Regions from separate parts of the Mus musculus genome. Here regions 2, 3 and 4 are each linked to region 1. A link is a contact called in public HiChIP or PLAC-seq and promoter capture Hi-C data. All regions are on one chromosome and are shown on one strand. The core of a region is the stretch at or near the end of the contact, and the rest is flanking DNA. Distances in the headings are between cores, read along the strand shown. Region 1 holds the start of Blcap (bladder cancer associated protein). Region 2 overlaps Soga1 (suppressor of glucose, autophagy associated 1). Region 3 holds the start of Rprd1b (regulation of nuclear pre-mRNA domain containing 1B). Region 4 overlaps Rbl1 (RB transcriptional corepressor like 1).

Region 1 (3,953 bases), core at 1,074-3,573:
CCGCTATTCATTTAACAAGAGCTCCCTGGCCCTCTGTTTTCTTCTGTTGTTAGATGACAGAAAACCAGGTACAGGTAAAGGACTCATAAGCAATTAAACATGAGGGTCACAGCCCAACCCGCTGTGGTCTCAACCCATCCCCGCTCAGGTGTGACACCTGGAACTGGGATCATCTTGTGCCCATGAACTGAAGGATAACAGAGTGTTGGAAGAAACCCAGGTCCTCTGAGACACCAAGCCATTCCATGTATCCGCCACTCATTTCCTTTTTTTTTTTTTTTTTGTTTTTGTTTTTTGTTGTTGTTTGTTGTTGTTTTTTGAGACAGGGTTTCTCTGTGTAGCTCTGGCTGTTCTGGAACACACTTTGTAGACTAGGCTGGCCTCAAACTCAGAAATCTGCCTGCCTCTGCCTCCTGAGTGCTGAGATTAAAGGTGTGCACCACCACGCCCGGCCACTCATTTCCTTTTTTTTTTTTTTTTTAAGATTTATTTTTTATTATTATATCTAAGTACACTGTAGCTGTCTTCAGATGCACCAGAAGAGGGCATCAGATCTCATTACAGATGGTTGTGAGCCACCATGTGGTTGCTGGGATTTGAACTCAGAACCTTCGGAAGAGCAGTCGGTGCTTTTAACCACTGAGCCATCTCGCCAGCCCCTCCTTTTTAAGGCAGTAATTTACTGTTAAGAAAGAAAGAAAGAAAGAAAGAAAGAAAGAAAGAAAGAAAGAAAGAAAGAAAGAGAGAGAGAGGCAACATGAAGAACAGGCTACAGAGCCATCTCATTCCCGAATCCAAGGTGTCCAAAGTCTCCCACGTGAGTCAGCACCAGCCAGCTCCACTCCACGGAACCCCTGCTTCATGGACCAGCCTGTGGCAGTAGGGACAAGAGAGTCTGCTGCACCCCGCTTCTGCAGTTCCTTTCCCAGCTCCTCCCTAGATCACCATTGGCCTCCTTCCTTCCTGCCTTGGATCCCCTTGGCTTCTAGACACTACCAAGACCCGTGTGCTGAGGGAGGCCCACCAGCCCTTATACAGGTCCACTCTCTCCATCCACGGTGTGCCCAGGCATTTCCGCTACTGAGTTCTCTGTCCCACTTCTGATTGTCCCCTAGCAGCCTGTCTTCGGGCCTTTCCACCCTGGCCAAGGGCTCTTCACCTCTTCTTCATCCCTACAGCCACAGCTTAGGAGTCAATGCCTGTGCCTCAGTATGTGCTTCCCGCACCCAGTTTGATATGATCTCTTCTAGCTCCCTTAGTCACTACCTGTCTGAGTCACCATGACTTTGTGTCTGGAAAGATGTTCTGGTTGCTTAACTGGCTTCCTGTCCCAAACCTCACTTTCATGTTTTCTAACCCTGAAAGTCAATGGCCTCGGAGAGACCCAGATTTCTTTTCATTGCCTCGAAGAACATAGCTTCCCATGTCTCTCAAGACAAAAATTCAAATTCATGACCAAGGTACCTGTCATATTCCTTGTTCACCTTCCACCCTTAGGGTTGTCACCTCCATGTCTGGAACAAGACCCCTCACTCACACAATGCACAAACTCAATATGCCTAAGACGGCCCCAACCCTCGCCCACTCCAGACACCAGGATTCCACTCATTTCTCCTCTCTTTACTTTGCCTCCTAGTGCCTTCCACGATGCCTAATTACAAATCATGTACTGGTGCGACTACAAGTGGTTACTGGGTGGTAGTCTCTCCACTATCCCCCGACACTCACTCTCACCCTGGTGACTGAGAAAATTGGGGTCAGGAGTAGAATTGTACCTCCTTAGCCTCTAGCACTGCGCTTGCGCACAGTATGAGGTCAGGAACGTGGCTAATAAGCTAGTAAGTGACCACACTGACTCATCTAGACATTAACAAGCCTGGGGCAAGCCATTTCCTCACCAAGGAGGAAGCACGTCCTCAGCCCGTGGTTGAAGGGCCAGATCTGAGCCACGAGAAGTTTTCCCAAAGTACACAAATCACAAGGTGCTAAGGATTCTGCGGAGTTACGCTCATCAGCGTAACTACACCTCGCTCGCCCGCGGAGCTCTCAAAGAGTAAGAATCACAATCTGCTGCATATGCATGAAGGGGACCATGGGCCGGAGGTTCGGGGCTGCCTAAGATACGCCTGACCAAATATTCCACGGGTTTGAAGACCTTAGCGCCCCATAATTTTATTCAAGTCTACTAAAAACTCAGAAAGGACATTTCGTGGCGGATACTGAGGGGAGAGTGTCTGAGAGTAGCCTCGCTTTGAGCCAGTTTGTCAGGCGTTCTCAGAAGACAGCTCGGTTCTGGACCGGGGGTCCTTGGACCGCTCCACTAGAAGACGAAGGGGGCGTCTCCCCAGCTCCTGCGGCGTTGGTGGCGAGCTAAGGTGGAGGCAAGCAGCGGCGGCGACGGCGACAGTGGCGGCAGTGCCATGGTGGGGCTCGCAGGTATCGTGGCGTCGCCCGCCTGGGCAGGGTGAGAGCGCTCGGTGCGGCCGCGCCGCCATGTTAGCCCTCCGGGGTCACCTTAGGCGTCGCTTGGCCTCTCGCCGGGGCTTTCCGCGCGGCCGGGGTCGGGCGCACCCTTGTCTGGCGTCAGATGACCTCCCCTTTTCGTCCCAACCTGGGCCTTGGGGGTGGTCCCTTCCCGTCCCTTGGGTGGGTTCCGGGGTTCCTTAGCTGTCACTCTGGCCTCCAAGGTCAGCGCGCTCCCGGGACGGGGCTGGGAGGGGCGGGCGCGACCACCACCTCCTCTGTTCCGGACCTTGGCGAGGGGCTCAGCTTCTGGGAGGCTGGACACTCTTTCCTCGCCACTTCAGTTTCTCTCCCCCCCCCCTTTTTTTTTCTTTTTCTTCCCCCACCCTTATCCGAAGGAGTGTGGGGAGAAAGTAGAAGTGGGCCCCGAACGCTCTCTTTTGTGTCCGGAGTGATAGGGTGACCATCTGCTACGGGTCCCGTGTGCTTCTCACTTCCACCAACTTTTCGTCGAGTCTGGACACCGGTTCCCTCTCCAGTTTGTGGGGAGTGGCACTCAAGGGCAGCAGAAGGAACGGAGTGCCTGGCTGGAAAGGAAGAATGGGGGATGGGGACAGTCGATTTTTTTTTTTTTTTCCTTTCTCTGCCAAACCACCTTTAGGTTTCTTCTAAGTCTCTTGTCTCTTTTTACTTGGGAAACTGGGGCCCGTTCTAGTTTATAGGTTATTTCTGTTTATAGGTTCGGATCTTCTTTGTCCCTTTCAGGGAACTGATATATTGGGGACAGCTCTGCCCTGTCTGACATGGTCCAGCCATCCTGTCAGCCATCTGAACTGCAACACCAAAGCCAGGACCCAAAAAAAGTTCCATTTTATGTGCCCCTGGCAAGCATTAGATTGAGCTGGCTTGTTTCTTTTAAGTCAAGATTCATTAATGGCCAGAGTTCCTGTTTAAAGATTGGATTTCTGGAACCTTGGTCAGTTTCCAGGAACCAGATCAATTCTCGATCTGAAAATGGTCATCTTAAAGTTGTTGACAGAACACTTTAACTTCTTACCTGTTATTTCTAGGGGGATGAGAGTTAGGCTGCCCTTTTTACTTGTTCTCTTTGAAATACACGCATTCCATTCAAGCTTGTGACTGTGTGATTTACCAAGAGCCCTGTATTGCCTTCCTCTCTGTCTTCTGGCTCTGCCCTGGGAATGTTCAGGAATCTGTATCCTGGTGTGGTATGAGCCCTGTGGAGGGAGGGGGACAGGATTATTTCCAGAGAAGATTGTGGCAAACATTGTCTCTCAGGCATATGGAAGAAGTCAGTGGTCACCTGAAAAAAGAGACTTTGGTAAATTAGTCTTATGTTTGTGTATACACATTTAAATCTCCTGGGGAAGATTAGCTGCCAGCTCAGAGGCTCGCCCTTTGGGATGTTGGCTCCTGAAGCGATCCAAGTTTGAAAGTAGATATCTAGTAAGGAGTCAGCAGCGAGCCTG
Region 2 (3,953 bases), core at 774-3,273, 510 kb after region 1:
ATCCTCTCCTGGGCCTTTTGGCCCTTGTGGATGGTTCACACTGTGGAGGCCACCTGTACTCCCTGGCTGGTGGCCCTTTCTCTACCTGCACAACCTGTCAGTATTTCCCCTATTTCTCCCTCACATTGCTCGCTCCCACTAACTTCCCTCTCATGGCCCACCCAGATGGTCAAGAATAATACTCCCATCTAGAGACCCTTCTCTTAGTCTCGTTTGCAAAGCCCCCTTTGCTGTGGAAGGCATATATTTAGGATCCCCTGAATTTAGCTGTGGCTGTCTTTGGGTGGTGGTATTCAGCCTGTAACCCCAGCTGGCTTTCTGAGTGTGGCCAGCATTCAGGCACCCTGGCTACTGCCATGACATCTGTAGGTCTGACCCTTTCTTTTCACCCCTCAGGATGAGATTGAGGAGCTACGGGCTGAGATGCTGGAGATGCGGGATGTCTACATGGAGGAAGACGTGTATCAGCTGCAGGAGTTGCGGCAGCAGCTGGACCAAGCCAGCAAAACCTGTCGCATCCTGCAGTACCGACTGCGTAAGGCTGAGCGCCGCAGCCTCCGCGCTGCCCAGACAGGCCAGGTTGATGGGGAACTCATCCGAGGTCTGGAACAGGACGTCAAGGTCAGTCTGGGGTCACTGCCAACCTTCACAGGTGCCCTCGTTGGGTGGTTGGATCATAAACCCCATTGGGGATCCAGGTTAGGCCTGTGGCTTACTGCTTGCCTTGAGCAAATTATCCTGCCTCTCTGGGCCTCAGTTTTTCCATCTTCAAAGTGGGGACCCCTGGTGGATCAACACATCCTCCAAACAGGATAGCCAGGAAATGGTATGACAAGAACCCTTCTGAAGCAGCAAGAGGCCGTTTCTTGTATGTCTGCTTTGTATGTGGCTTTGGCCTCTGAGTAGGCCCTACTTATGGTCCCTGCTCAGCACCACAGGCTTCTTATGGGAAGACTGCAGCTGAACCAGGATGGTTCAGAGCTGGGCTCCAGGATACTTGGGCTTTGAGGTTTTAATCAAGTCTTCTATATTTCAATGTCCTCATCTGCAAAATGGGTATAAGAACCTACAATCCAGAATATTAAAACCCTGGCTAAGACACCAGAGGGACTGACAGTGAGTAGCTATTATTACTGCATCCGTTTTCTGGAGGAGGGGGCTGGGCCTCAGAGGAGAGAAGCACCTATCCAGGGTCAAGACGTCAGGCCCATCCACCTCTCAGACCTCACTGCTGGAACCTGCTGCTTCTCTGCCTAAGGAGAAAGCCTGAATGGCGCCACTTAGGTCGGGGATGGAGGAGAGAAGTCCCCATTGCCAGTCTGTCTTATGTAAGCCCCCAAAATGTGGGGACCCTGAGCCAGCCTCCGCTCTCAGAACTCAGTCCAGTGTGAACAAGGAACTCAGGGTGCTGCGACCGGTACAGAACTGGGAGGAGCCTAGGAGTTCTGCAGGTAGCCCAAGGGGGAAGAGGGCGTGAGCCTGGGAAAGATCCAGGACTTCCTTGGGGAAAGATCCCAAGGGCCCCGGAGGGCAGGCAGGTGCTGAGCAAGCCACACACCTGCTGCTGGAAAGCCCTGAGAATCCAGCCCTGCAGGGCATTCAGAAAGGACACTGTTCATTCTGTGACCAGCGTTGAGACTCTATGCAAGCCTGTGAACCTGTGTGGAGCCAGTTTCCTTGACTGCACACTAAGATCTTGTTATCCAAAAAATCATAAACAAAACACGATTTAAAAAAAAAACAACCTAACAACTCCCCGGTTCCCTCATCGGTAGGAGACAGAGCAGGGAGGGAAAGAGCGGAGCGAGCCGTTCAGGCGAATCTGCGGTTGGGCCCTGGTCTTTGAATCTGGGAGGGACCCTAGACAAGCAAGACCGAGAAGAGAGGTGGGGAGCAGGCTGGTGGGCGGGGCCAGAGCAGCTGGGATGGGGGTGGGGCTCAGCCCTCCAGGAGGAGGGGAAGGGCCCCTTCTGTTAGGATTTGAACGAGCCAATCTGCATGCCCGCGCTGCTCCTGCCCACCCCCGCAGCTGCAACGCTGAGCTCATGTTCTGGCTCTGTCTTAGCGGGCCGCACAGTTTTGCCATCACCCTTCCTCCCAGTGTGCTGGGGATGTTAGAGGCAATTATGGAGGTCCTCAGAATGCTGACTTCCCTGTCTTCCCCTAGGCACCTCTCAACCAGGTGGAGAGGGACTGGGGGCGGGGACGGAGGTGGGGGGTATGCCTAGGGATTCCTCTCCTGCTCAGCAGGCTCCTTGGCCCTGTGCCCTGCAGGGCTTTTGAGCTCCGGTGGTTTTATTGAGCTGGTATGTTATTAGTGAGATTCCCCAGCCGCCACCCCAGAACAACCCTCCCAGGCTCCTTTTGCTGGTCCACACAGTTAACAAGATCTCCGACCCTCAACAGGGAGACCCGCTAGCATGAGGATGGTCTGGCCACTTTATGGCCGTGTGGGCTTGGGTAAGCTGCTTCAATCTCTGATCCTGTTTCCACTGTGGAACATGGAGATAAGTTTAGTATCCTATAGAGACTTTAAAAAAAAAACACACAAACAAACCTTTATTTACTATGTCTGTAGCTTTCTGCTTACATATATGCCTCAACACCAGAAGAGGCACCAGATTTCAGTACAGATGGTTGTGAGCCACCATGTGGTTGCTGGGAATTGAACTCAGGACCTCTGGTAGAGCAGCCAGTGCTCTTAACCGCTGAGCCATCTCTCCAGCCCCCTATAGAGACTTTCATGACTATAAAATGAAATTACAAAATAGAGTCCTGTGTGGTAGGCATGGCACCAATCATAGGAGCACGTGATGGGAGGAGCCTCGGCTGGGGGACTCTGGGATCCACTGCTTTTCCTGTAGAGAGCCCCAGAACATGTCAGTAACATGTACCCCATCCTTCTATAAGGATGCTCTGGCCTTGGCTCTGTGTCCTGGGTGACCTGCATCACTTCCTCCTTGGAGCCTCAGTTTCCCTCTGTCAAATGGCGTGACAACACCCATCATGTGATTTTTGAGTTTGGTCACACATGCCTCAGGATGCTTGCCTGGCCTGAGGTACTGCTTATGATTTCCATCTCTCTCCTTGAAGATCAGAGCCACAGGGTCGCACTGCAATCCCAGGTTCAGAGCCCAGAGACTGATCTACCCAGGAGCTGGGGGCCACCGCTGCTGCTGGCCTTTGGCAGGGACCAGCACTGTGAATAGTGACCTCATGGATGAGCACATTTGTTTGTGCTTTAGGCATTTGCTGTGTGTCCAAGGCTGCCTCTCCTCTTTGTCTCCCTGCTTATAACTTCGGGGCTCAATGAGACAGGCACACAAGGCCCTTCAGGCTCTTTGGACATAGAAAGTTGTGTTGGGACTTGCTGTTGACAGGCCATTGTTAATCATTGTAGTCCTTCAAGCTTGCCCTTCTTCGGCATCATCAGCTTCATAGTTGACCCATGCTACCTTCCTAGTCATGTGACCTTGGGCAACTGCCCTTTCCTTTCTGGGATTCAAAGCTGTCATGAAACATGTCCTGAGGGTGAGAAGAGCCTATGGTTATAGCCTGGAGAGGCTATAAGTGACCCGTGAGAGCCCAGGGCCCTGGGACCACTGGAAATCTGGGCCTGGATATGGGCGGTGGTACCCTTTTCTTCCGGACTCTAATGGAGGCTTCAAGGCACTGGATGCAGGGATCTAAGCTTGTAGGCTCTTCTGTTTAGAATGCTGCAGCTTCCCAGGGGATGGGTGCTTTCTTTCTTTTTATTTATTTTTATTTTTTTGGTTTTTCGAGACAGTGTTTCTCTGTGTAGTCCTGGCTGTCCTGGAACTCACTTTGTAGATCAGGCTGGCCTTGAACTCAGAAATCCGCCTGCCTCTGCCTCCTGAGTGCTGGGATTAAAGGCGTGCGCCACCATGCCCGGCCTTTTTTTTTTTTTAAAGAATTATTTATTTATTATATGT
Region 3 (3,953 bases), core at 700-3,199, 460 kb before region 1:
CTCTTCAAGAAGTCTAGAGTCCAGTCTCCTGAAAAACCCTGGAGTTTGGTGCCTGCCATGGAGCCTCATCAGTTCAAAGACTTTGACTATCGCACTCTCCATTTCTCCATTTCAGTTTCCTCGTCTACAACAGCCAAGCTTCGACTCTTCAGTCTTCTGCTTAGGAAGCCAGCACAGTGTGAGTTAGCACTGTACCTGCCCGCTGCTCCACACCTGGATGTAGCAACCTGAAGGCAAAGACCAAGCAGTACAGGGCGTTCACCAGTCCTAACTCACCACTTCTATGAAAGCGTGCACTGTGCCCACAGCACACTAAAATGCTTCCTGGATTAGCCTGGCTTCTTACCAGAATCGGCTTTGTTGAGCCCTGTGTTTTCCCCATCTGTAAAATTCCTACTTCAAAAAAAAAAAACCCAAGAATTTAAAAAAACAAAACAAAACAAAAAACAAGCAAACAAAAAAAAAACAAAGAACCATCCAGTATGGTGGCACAAGTCACTAATCCCAGCATTTGGGAGGCAGAAACAGGCGGGTCTGAGTTCGAGGCCAGCCTGGTCTACATAGGGAGATCCAGACCTGTAAAGGCTAAAGGTTCTGTCCCAAAGCAAAAACAAAAGCAACCCGCATAAAGATAGCAGCACATAATAAAGCCACAATAACATAAACTACCATCATCTCCATTTTCTATATAAGGAATAAAGGACATAGAGGTTAAACTGTTGGGTTCAGTGACAGATAGACTTAACTTCCAGACAGTAGCCAGAAACAACTTGCATCCAACACCGGGCCTGGCAAGAAACAGGTAGCGCTCGGGGAATATCGTGAGAGTCTGAATTTAGTGGCAAGGGCAGAAGGCTACCCAATTTACCATCCTGTTCTCAAGTCTATGGATAGTAACTAACACGGAGTCAAGGCTTTGGAAGTACAGGTAAGTTTGTATCCGTTTTACAGATTAGAATACACCGGCACAAGGATATGAAGAAACGTTCCCAGGATCACTTAGCTAGAACACGTTTGCACCAGGTCTTAATGTGGGCAGTCTGACCAGAGACGGCTGGATCGTATTCCAATTGCCCAACACGGGGCTCCCAGCTCCAAACACAGCCACGATTTAAAACAAAAACAAAAACAACTGTCGTAAGGTGTGAGGGGGAAGCCTGATGAGGGAAGGAGCTGAGTAACTTCAAGTCTGGGCATTTGCGCCCTTGGAACTTCAGACGAATCTCCCATACCTTACCGGGCCTCAGTTTCCCTCTCCAAGTCATAAAATAACACCGTTTCCAACCTCAGACCCTCCATCAGAGCCCCAGGCCTGCAAAACAAGGCTTAAGAAGCCACAGGGCTGCGGGAGAGTGGATGAGGGAACACAGCCATGGGAGAGCCGGGGTGCGGGTGATCACCTTTGCGGAGCTCGCGGTGCCACACGGAGACGATGGGTCCTGCGTGCTTGCGGTGGTGGATGAGCCACAGGGAGAGGGTCTGCACGCTCTGCTGAGAGTTGCTCAGCTCTGAGAGCTTCTTTTCCAGCGCCGATTCTGAGAAGGAGGACATGGTGGCGGTGGTGGGGAGCAGCCCGGGCCGCCCGATGAGACGGGGAAAGCGACCGCACTCGGCCCAGGCCTCCGCTGACAGGCTGCAGGGCTCTCCGCCGACTGACAGACAGCTCGGGGTACCAGGTGGGGGGAGGGGACAGGTCTCCGCAGTAACAGCCGCCCGCGCCGCCGCCACAAGATGGCCACCCGACCTCTCACCCCGCCGCCACGGGGGTCAAAGGGCAAGGGCCACAGCCGGGCGCCGAGAGGCTTCGGAGCCGGAGGAAAACGATCCTTAGGAGGCGGCAGTATCCTTGGTCCCTGACTTCTAGCCGGCCAGGCCGAGGGAACAAATCCAGGTCCTCGAACACCGAAAATGCGCTTTAACCGCTCGCGCCCGCGCGCCGGCGCAGTGAGCCTCACCGGAACCCTTTTTCCCGCTCCGCAGAACCTTTCTGGCGCGGCGCGACGCACTACTTAGTCGTCATTTCCGCCTAGGGTGCAGGAGGCGGGAGAGTGAGGGAAAGACTGGAAGACGAGGTAAGAGTGGCGGGAGTGTAAGGGAGCCCAGCCGCTTAGGAGCGTCCAGAAACGAATCCTTAGGACACACTGAGGCAGGAAGCGCGGGAGCTGGGTGTGGGAAGGGCCGCGTCGCTTTGGTGGCTGGCCTAGGCCACACCTCCCTCCGTGCCTGGGCCCCTCTCCCCAGCGCTCCTCTAGTTCCTTTAAAGACACGAACTCTTGGCAGGGCTCCCCACTTTGGTTCCTGTTCTGACTTCCGAAGTGATACCCCTTTTCTCACCTGGTGGAACTGCGCCGTCTACTGACCTCTACTGAGTCTGGCCCCACACACACACAACTTTTTTTTTGGAGGGGTGTGATGGCTCCAAGTGCTTGCTATGCAAGAATGAGGATTTGTGTTCCCATCATTAAAAAGCCCAAGTTGGTGGGCCAGGTCTGTAACTTCAGTGTTCTGGGGCTGAGACAGGAAGATCGCCGGAGCTTGCTAGATGCCTGCTTAACTCCAGGTTCAGTGAAAGACTCAGTCTCAAAAGAATAAGCTGGAGAGTGATTGAGCGGGACACCTGACGTCCTCTGTGCGTGCACCCCCCCCCCAACACACATACCTACAACTCCCTGACGTTGTTGAACTTATTAGATGTGAGTCCCCTCCCAGCCTAAAAGACATTCCTATAGTTGATGCCTGGTTTTCTTAACTTCTCTGTCCCTAATATACATGCTTTGACCCTTCTTCACCTGGAGTGCATCATGATCATAGCTAGTGTAGTTGAGAAGTTTCTATGTGCTAGACACTTTTCAAAGCTATGAGGTAAGTGTTATCGTCTCACGGTTTAACAACTGAGGAAACAGGTTACAGAGGTGTGGTGATCACATAAGTTTCAAGCTCACAGAGCTAAGATCTGAATGAAGAGAGTGTATCTAAGTGTGTCCCAGCATCTGGAATCAAAGCTGAATTCATAGCTGATTGAATTAACGCACAAGTCAACACCTTATAATGATATAGGGAGGCAGAGGCAGGTGGTTCTCCTGAGGGTTCCAGGCCAGCTTGGTCTGTGCAGTAAATTCCAGACCAGCTTTTAAGACCCCACCTTACAAAAAAGCTCGGGCTTTTGAGACCTCATCTAAATAGTTGCTGAGTACTGAGTAACTCATGTTCTGAGTACCCTTTGTACTAAGTCTATGTATCCAGATGTTACTATTTTAAATGTCAGTCCTTAACAACAGTGCTCTGGCACGGGGATTGCTATCACCATTTGATAATGAGAACACATGAGATTCGAGTGAGTTACCTGTCCAGAGCTGCTTGGGCATAGCCAGGAAATGGCAAAACTAGAATTCAGTCAAGGCCTGACTCAGTCAAATCACCTGATCCCAAATTCCTCACATATTAGCCAAAGGTTCCTTCATTCAGTGAATAATTTCTGAGCATCTGTGTTTGAAGCACTGTTCTGGGAAAACAGACAAGCTGTCCCTGCCCTTGGGAACTTGCCTTCTAGAGAAGAGAAAAATGGACATGCAAGTATAAAATGAAACAAAAAAATGATTTTCATAAAAATCCAGGAAGCCAAGGGGGTAGGGAATGCATGGGCTTGAGAAAATGTAAGTTGGTCACATAGAAGTATGTTATATATGCCCTTCGGAGAGGATAAAGTAGCATTTGGTTGCTTGCAAGGAGCTAGAGAACAAGCCATAAGCTATCTTTCCAGATAATGAGAAAACCAACTTCACACCCTTGTTAGCAGTTTTGAGGACTTGAAAAGATGGTATACCAGAGTGATAGAAACCAGAAGGTAGTTAGACATAAAGCCAGAAGAGTATGGAGGGACCGTGTCACGTGGGCACCGGTAGGCACGAGTAAGGGTTTAGTGTTCTCTGAACGGTCAGTAGCAAGTGAGGACA
Region 4 (3,953 bases), core at 893-3,392, 410 kb after region 1:
TGCCTGGCGGTGGTGGCGCACGCCTTTAATCCCAGCACTTGGGAGGCAGAGGCAGGCAGATTTCTGAGTTTGAGGCCAGCCTGGTCTACAGAGTGAGTTACAGGACAGCCAGGGCTACACAGAGAAACCCTGTCTCAAAAAACCAAAAAAAAAAAAAAAAAAAAAAGAATTAGGATGCTCTGTACAGGTAAATACACACAGTCACATATACATTCAAACATTCATACACCCACTCTCTGACCGGGCCCTACTGTCTGATACAATCAACTCTACAAGTATTCATGCATGCTTACATATATTTTTTTCTACATGCTAACATGTAGACTCATAGACATATGTATTTGGATAGATGGATGGATGGATGGAATGGGTGGATGGATGGATGGATCGATCGATGGATCGATGGATGGATGGATGGATGGATGGGTGGGTGGGTGGGTGGGTGGGTGGGTAGATGGATGGATGGGTGGATGGATGGATGGATAGGGCAGAACTCCCCAAGCCAAACCATTCAACCAACAACTTTATTTCTTTTCTCTGGTCTTTTTATACCTTCTTAGACAAAAAATTCTTTAGGAAATTACCTCAGAGATAAAATGTTACATAAAATGGGAGTTATAGAAGGATGTTGATACTAAGATCACAGCAGTGTTTCATTATAATATACTCATTAAAAGTTCAAAGCAAAAGTTTTTACATGGCCTTGCCTTATCATAGTGCACACCTGTGACTTTATACTTGGACCTAAATGTTTTTCCTTGAACACAAAATTGTCCCAAGTCTAGTTCTCTCTTTAGTGTGATTGGGAAAACTCATTGTACTTCTTAGTATGCAGCCCTTACTACTTTGAGGAGTGGGCGCGTTCCATTCTTGATTCTAAGTTTATTACATCTTTCTAGCAACTATGACCATCTCTAAAAACTGTCTTCCTAAAATTATTTGAATCAAGTCAGGAATTCTATAGAATCATTATCTATTTTTCTATATAGCATCACTACAACGTAGTACATCTTTGTAGGTCTGTAGAAATCTGCTCAGAAGGGTGGGTAAGTATCTAGTGATTGTTATATATTTAATAATAACAGGAAAAGAATATTAATATCAGGAATCAGATTAAATATCCTTGGCCTTGCCTAGAAAAGCAGATTTGTCATTGTCTTAGTTAGGTTTTTACTGCTGTGAACAGACACATGACCAAGGCAGCTCTTATAAGGACAACATTTAATTGGGGCTGGCTTACAGGTTCAGAGGGTCAGTCAATTATCAGCAAGACAGGAACATGGCAGCATCCAGGCAGGCATGGTGCAGGAGGAGCTGAGAGTTCTACATCTTCATCTGAAGGCAGCTAGAAGAAGACTGGCTTCCAGGCAGCTAGGATGAGGGTCTTAAAAGTCCACACCTACAGTGACACCCTTACTCCAATAAGGCCACACCTTCAAATAGTGCTACTGCGTGGGTCAAGCATATTCAAACCATGACAGTCATACAATGACAGTCTATGGCAGAACCATCTCAGGAAGATCACCTCCTAGTTTTTAGCTTCTCCTAGATAGCTCCTGGCAAATGAGCAGACTGCAGCTCTGCTTGAAGTCAATTTAAGTGGTGCCAACAGATAAGACAGCACATTAGAGTGAACTTTGTTTTCTGTTTTAACAGCTGAGGGGATAACAGTTGAAAACTAGAATTCCTGTTTTGCAGGAGAAACAAGAGTCCTAGAATGTGCGGGCCAGTTCTGGCTCAGGCCTAAATCCCAACACTCTGGAGGCTGAGGCAGGAAGAGGGCTACAAGCCTACTACAGAATAAAACTTACCAAAACTAACAACAAGCCCTACAACTTCCTCTCCTTGTATTTGCAAGAAGATAAACACAGCAATCCTCTTGTTGTTGTTTGAGCCAGGTTCTTACTGTGTAGACCCAGGGGTCCTAGAACTCTATGTGCCAGCATCAAAGAAGTGCATCACCACACCTGGTTCACTTTGTGTCTTTCCTAACCTGTAAACATATGCTTTGCCTTCTATAATCCTTCCACTACTTCAGACAAACAGGCTGAGTCTCTGTGGGCCTTCTTGGCCTCTGAACTCAGGGTGTTTCCCTGCTGCCCATTTTGAAGTTGCTTAAGACCTAACCAGAGCTGGTTCCCTTTAATAAAGGCCATAGGTGACAGTGAGCTCAGAACTGCCCTTGTGAAATGTGTTGTGAGCTGTCACTAGAGACACCCGCCTCACATTCAGTCCACACAATTACATTTCTCGACATTCTGGTTGGATTATTTCTTTAACAGTCTCCTGGTGTAGCCCAGGCTAGCTTGGACTCTTGATTCTCCCCCTCCCCTCAGTCCTCCAAGTGCTGTGATCACAGGCTTGTGCCACTGCACTCCCAGTGTGCTTTGTGAAGTATGCAGATAGATTTCTCTGAGAATATAACTGCTTTTTTATACGGATTTTCTTTTTAATTTTGTTAAAAGAAATATAATCCAAGTTATTAATTTAATATTACAGAATACCTATCACAATGCTGAATTCTTCTTAACAGACATAGAAGATGCCACAAAGACTCCCAACTGTTCCAGTGAACCAGTGAAAGAGGAAAGAGGTGATCTTATCAAATTTTACAATACAGTATATGTAGGAAGAGTGAAGTCATTTGCATTGAAGTATGATTTATCCAATCAGGACCATATAGTAAGTTTTAAGTCTTGCTATTTCAAAATTCTTTTAATTTTAATTAAACTATATTTATATAATTTCTCCCTTCTACTTTCAGTCCCTCCCATGTTCCTCACAACCCCCTCTCAAATTGATGGCCTCTTTTTCTTTATTATTATAACGTGTGTGTGAGTGTGTGTATGTGTATATATGCATACATATATAAATGCATACATATATAAATGTAACCTGCTGAGTCCATTTAATTTGGCATTTATATATATGGTTTCAGGACTGACCACTTTGTATTGGATAACCAGTAGACAATAGAAATAGAATTTCTCCCTCCCTGTGTGCTTAGATGTCAGACCCCACCACCACCATGAGAGGCCCAGCCCCTCCCCACCAACCCTACCCAGACCAGTCAGGGAAGAAACAAGGGAGTGCTCTGGCTTAAGACAAATGAAGGGTTTTTCAACTTTTTGGGGCAGCCTGGCAGAGCCAAAAGGATTCTGGTCCCCAGCAAGAGGAGGCAGATCTTAAGTCAGGGTCAGGGTGGGAGTGGTTCTCACACCAGAAACAGCCACTGGTCAATACATGGAAACAGAACTGACAAATACATAGACAGGCAGACAGACAGACAGACAAGACAACCAGGTGTGGCCACGACACATTTATACACCTTCCCCCAGTGAGGTCACATGTGGATGCAGACACTGGGTCAGCAGTTCTGACCTCTCCTGGGATGGCTACAGAAGGCTCCTTAACCAAGTTTACCTTGAGAGGTGACAGAGCAGGCAACCTTTTAACTTGTCTCCTTCTGGGGTGGAAGTGTCAAATTCTTACCCAACTTTAGGCAGCAAATGACCAGAGGGAGTCTTGGGGATGTGGCACTTAGGTTGTCCCAGGAGCTCCTTAAACACTGCCAGGCCTCTTCCACACTGTGAGGGCCTCAGAGACAGACTGGTAGACCCTCCAGAAATGGCGGGTATTCCAGAGGAGACTGCTTAGACATGAATTTAAGCCAATAGAAAGTTTGTATTAGCCAGCCAGAAACCACACTCAGTCTTGGGATCCCAGTGTAGCCTGAGCCTTGCTCAGGGCGAGCTCTTAAGCATAAAAACCATGTCCTGGGCTGACACACTTCAGCTAGTGAGAACAGTGAGCCAGATGCAGAGCTACAGAAGCCAAAAAACAAGGCTAATGCATTCAGAGCCATTCCCAGAAGTGTATGGACTTTGGTGGATTAGTTCTCTGTTTTAGTTTTGGCATGTGGTGCTGTGTGCTGATATATACAGCCTGAATGG

The links. HiChIP or PLAC-seq counts read pairs in DNA pulled down with a chosen protein or histone mark. Capture Hi-C pulls out chosen DNA fragments and counts their contacts.
Region 2: a contact with region 1 is called in an H3K27ac HiChIP or PLAC-seq map of embryonic stem cells, with 5 times the contacts expected there. The contact joins the enhancer-like site here to the promoter of Blcap in region 1. A contact is called at or near these places in 2 of 39 promoter capture datasets (embryonic stem cells and stem cell-derived epiblast-like cells), 3 of 484 Hi-C or Micro-C datasets (B cells and embryonic stem cells), 5 of 115 datasets of contacts at active chromatin or transcription factors (all in embryonic stem cells) and 2 of 9 other capture datasets (embryonic stem cells and liver).
Region 3: a promoter capture Hi-C map of adipose tissue shows a contact between it and region 1. The contact joins the promoter of Rprd1b here to the promoter of Blcap in region 1. A contact is called at or near these places in 8 of 39 promoter capture datasets (cranial neural crest, hematopoietic stem and progenitor cells, hippocampal neurons and 4 more), 1 of 484 Hi-C or Micro-C datasets (embryonic stem cells), 6 of 115 datasets of contacts at active chromatin or transcription factors (cardiomyocytes, embryonic forebrain, embryonic limb bud and 3 more) and 2 of 9 other capture datasets (adipose tissue and macrophages).
Region 4: an H3K27ac HiChIP or PLAC-seq map of acute myeloid leukemia shows a contact between it and region 1, with 2.7 times the contacts expected there. The contact joins the enhancer-like site here to the promoter of Blcap in region 1. A contact is called at or near these places in 9 of 39 promoter capture datasets (the 3T3-L1 cell line, HPC-7-derived erythroid cells, cranial neural crest and 3 more), 3 of 484 Hi-C or Micro-C datasets (muscle stem cells, pre-megakaryocyte-erythroid progenitors and spermatogonial stem cells), 7 of 115 datasets of contacts at active chromatin or transcription factors (acute myeloid leukemia, astrocytes, effector CD8 T cells and 2 more) and 2 of 9 other capture datasets (liver and macrophages).

What each region holds. Positions count from the first base shown.
Region 1 is chr2:157,564,731-157,568,683 of GRCm38.p6, reverse strand. Blcap (bladder cancer associated protein) reads left to right here and starts at 2,323. Exons shown (of 2, transcript NM_016916.3): 1 at 2,323-2,436.
Region 2 is chr2:157,056,856-157,060,808 of GRCm38.p6, reverse strand. Soga1 (suppressor of glucose, autophagy associated 1) reads left to right here. Exons shown (of 15, transcript NM_001164663.1): 2 at 397-621. Among named protein-coding and RNA genes, the nearest start is that of Soga1, 20 kb to the left of the region's middle. Within about 2 kb of position 2,023, at least 137 of the 459 cell types and tissues checked have an H3K27ac peak or open chromatin away from gene starts, as enhancers often do. A contact at or near this core is called in embryonic stem cells and stem cell-derived epiblast-like cells, where this site is marked.
Region 3 is chr2:158,026,493-158,030,445 of GRCm38.p6, reverse strand. It overlaps Rprd1b (regulation of nuclear pre-mRNA domain containing 1B), which reads right to left and starts at 1,949. Exons shown (of 7, transcript NM_001291134.1): 1 at 1,401-1,949. The coding sequence starts at 1,551. It overlaps Tti1 (TELO2 interacting protein 1), which reads left to right and starts at 2,012. Exons shown (of 8, transcript NM_029282.2): 1 at 2,012-2,072.
Region 4 is chr2:157,151,625-157,155,577 of GRCm38.p6, reverse strand. Rbl1 (RB transcriptional corepressor like 1) reads left to right here. Exons shown (of 22, transcript NM_011249.2): 20 at 2,534-2,682. Among named protein-coding and RNA genes, the nearest start is that of Samhd1, 19 kb to the right of the region's middle. Within about 2 kb of position 2,142, at least 21 of the 459 cell types and tissues checked have an H3K27ac peak or open chromatin away from gene starts, as enhancers often do. A contact at or near this core is called in acute myeloid leukemia and macrophages, where this site is marked.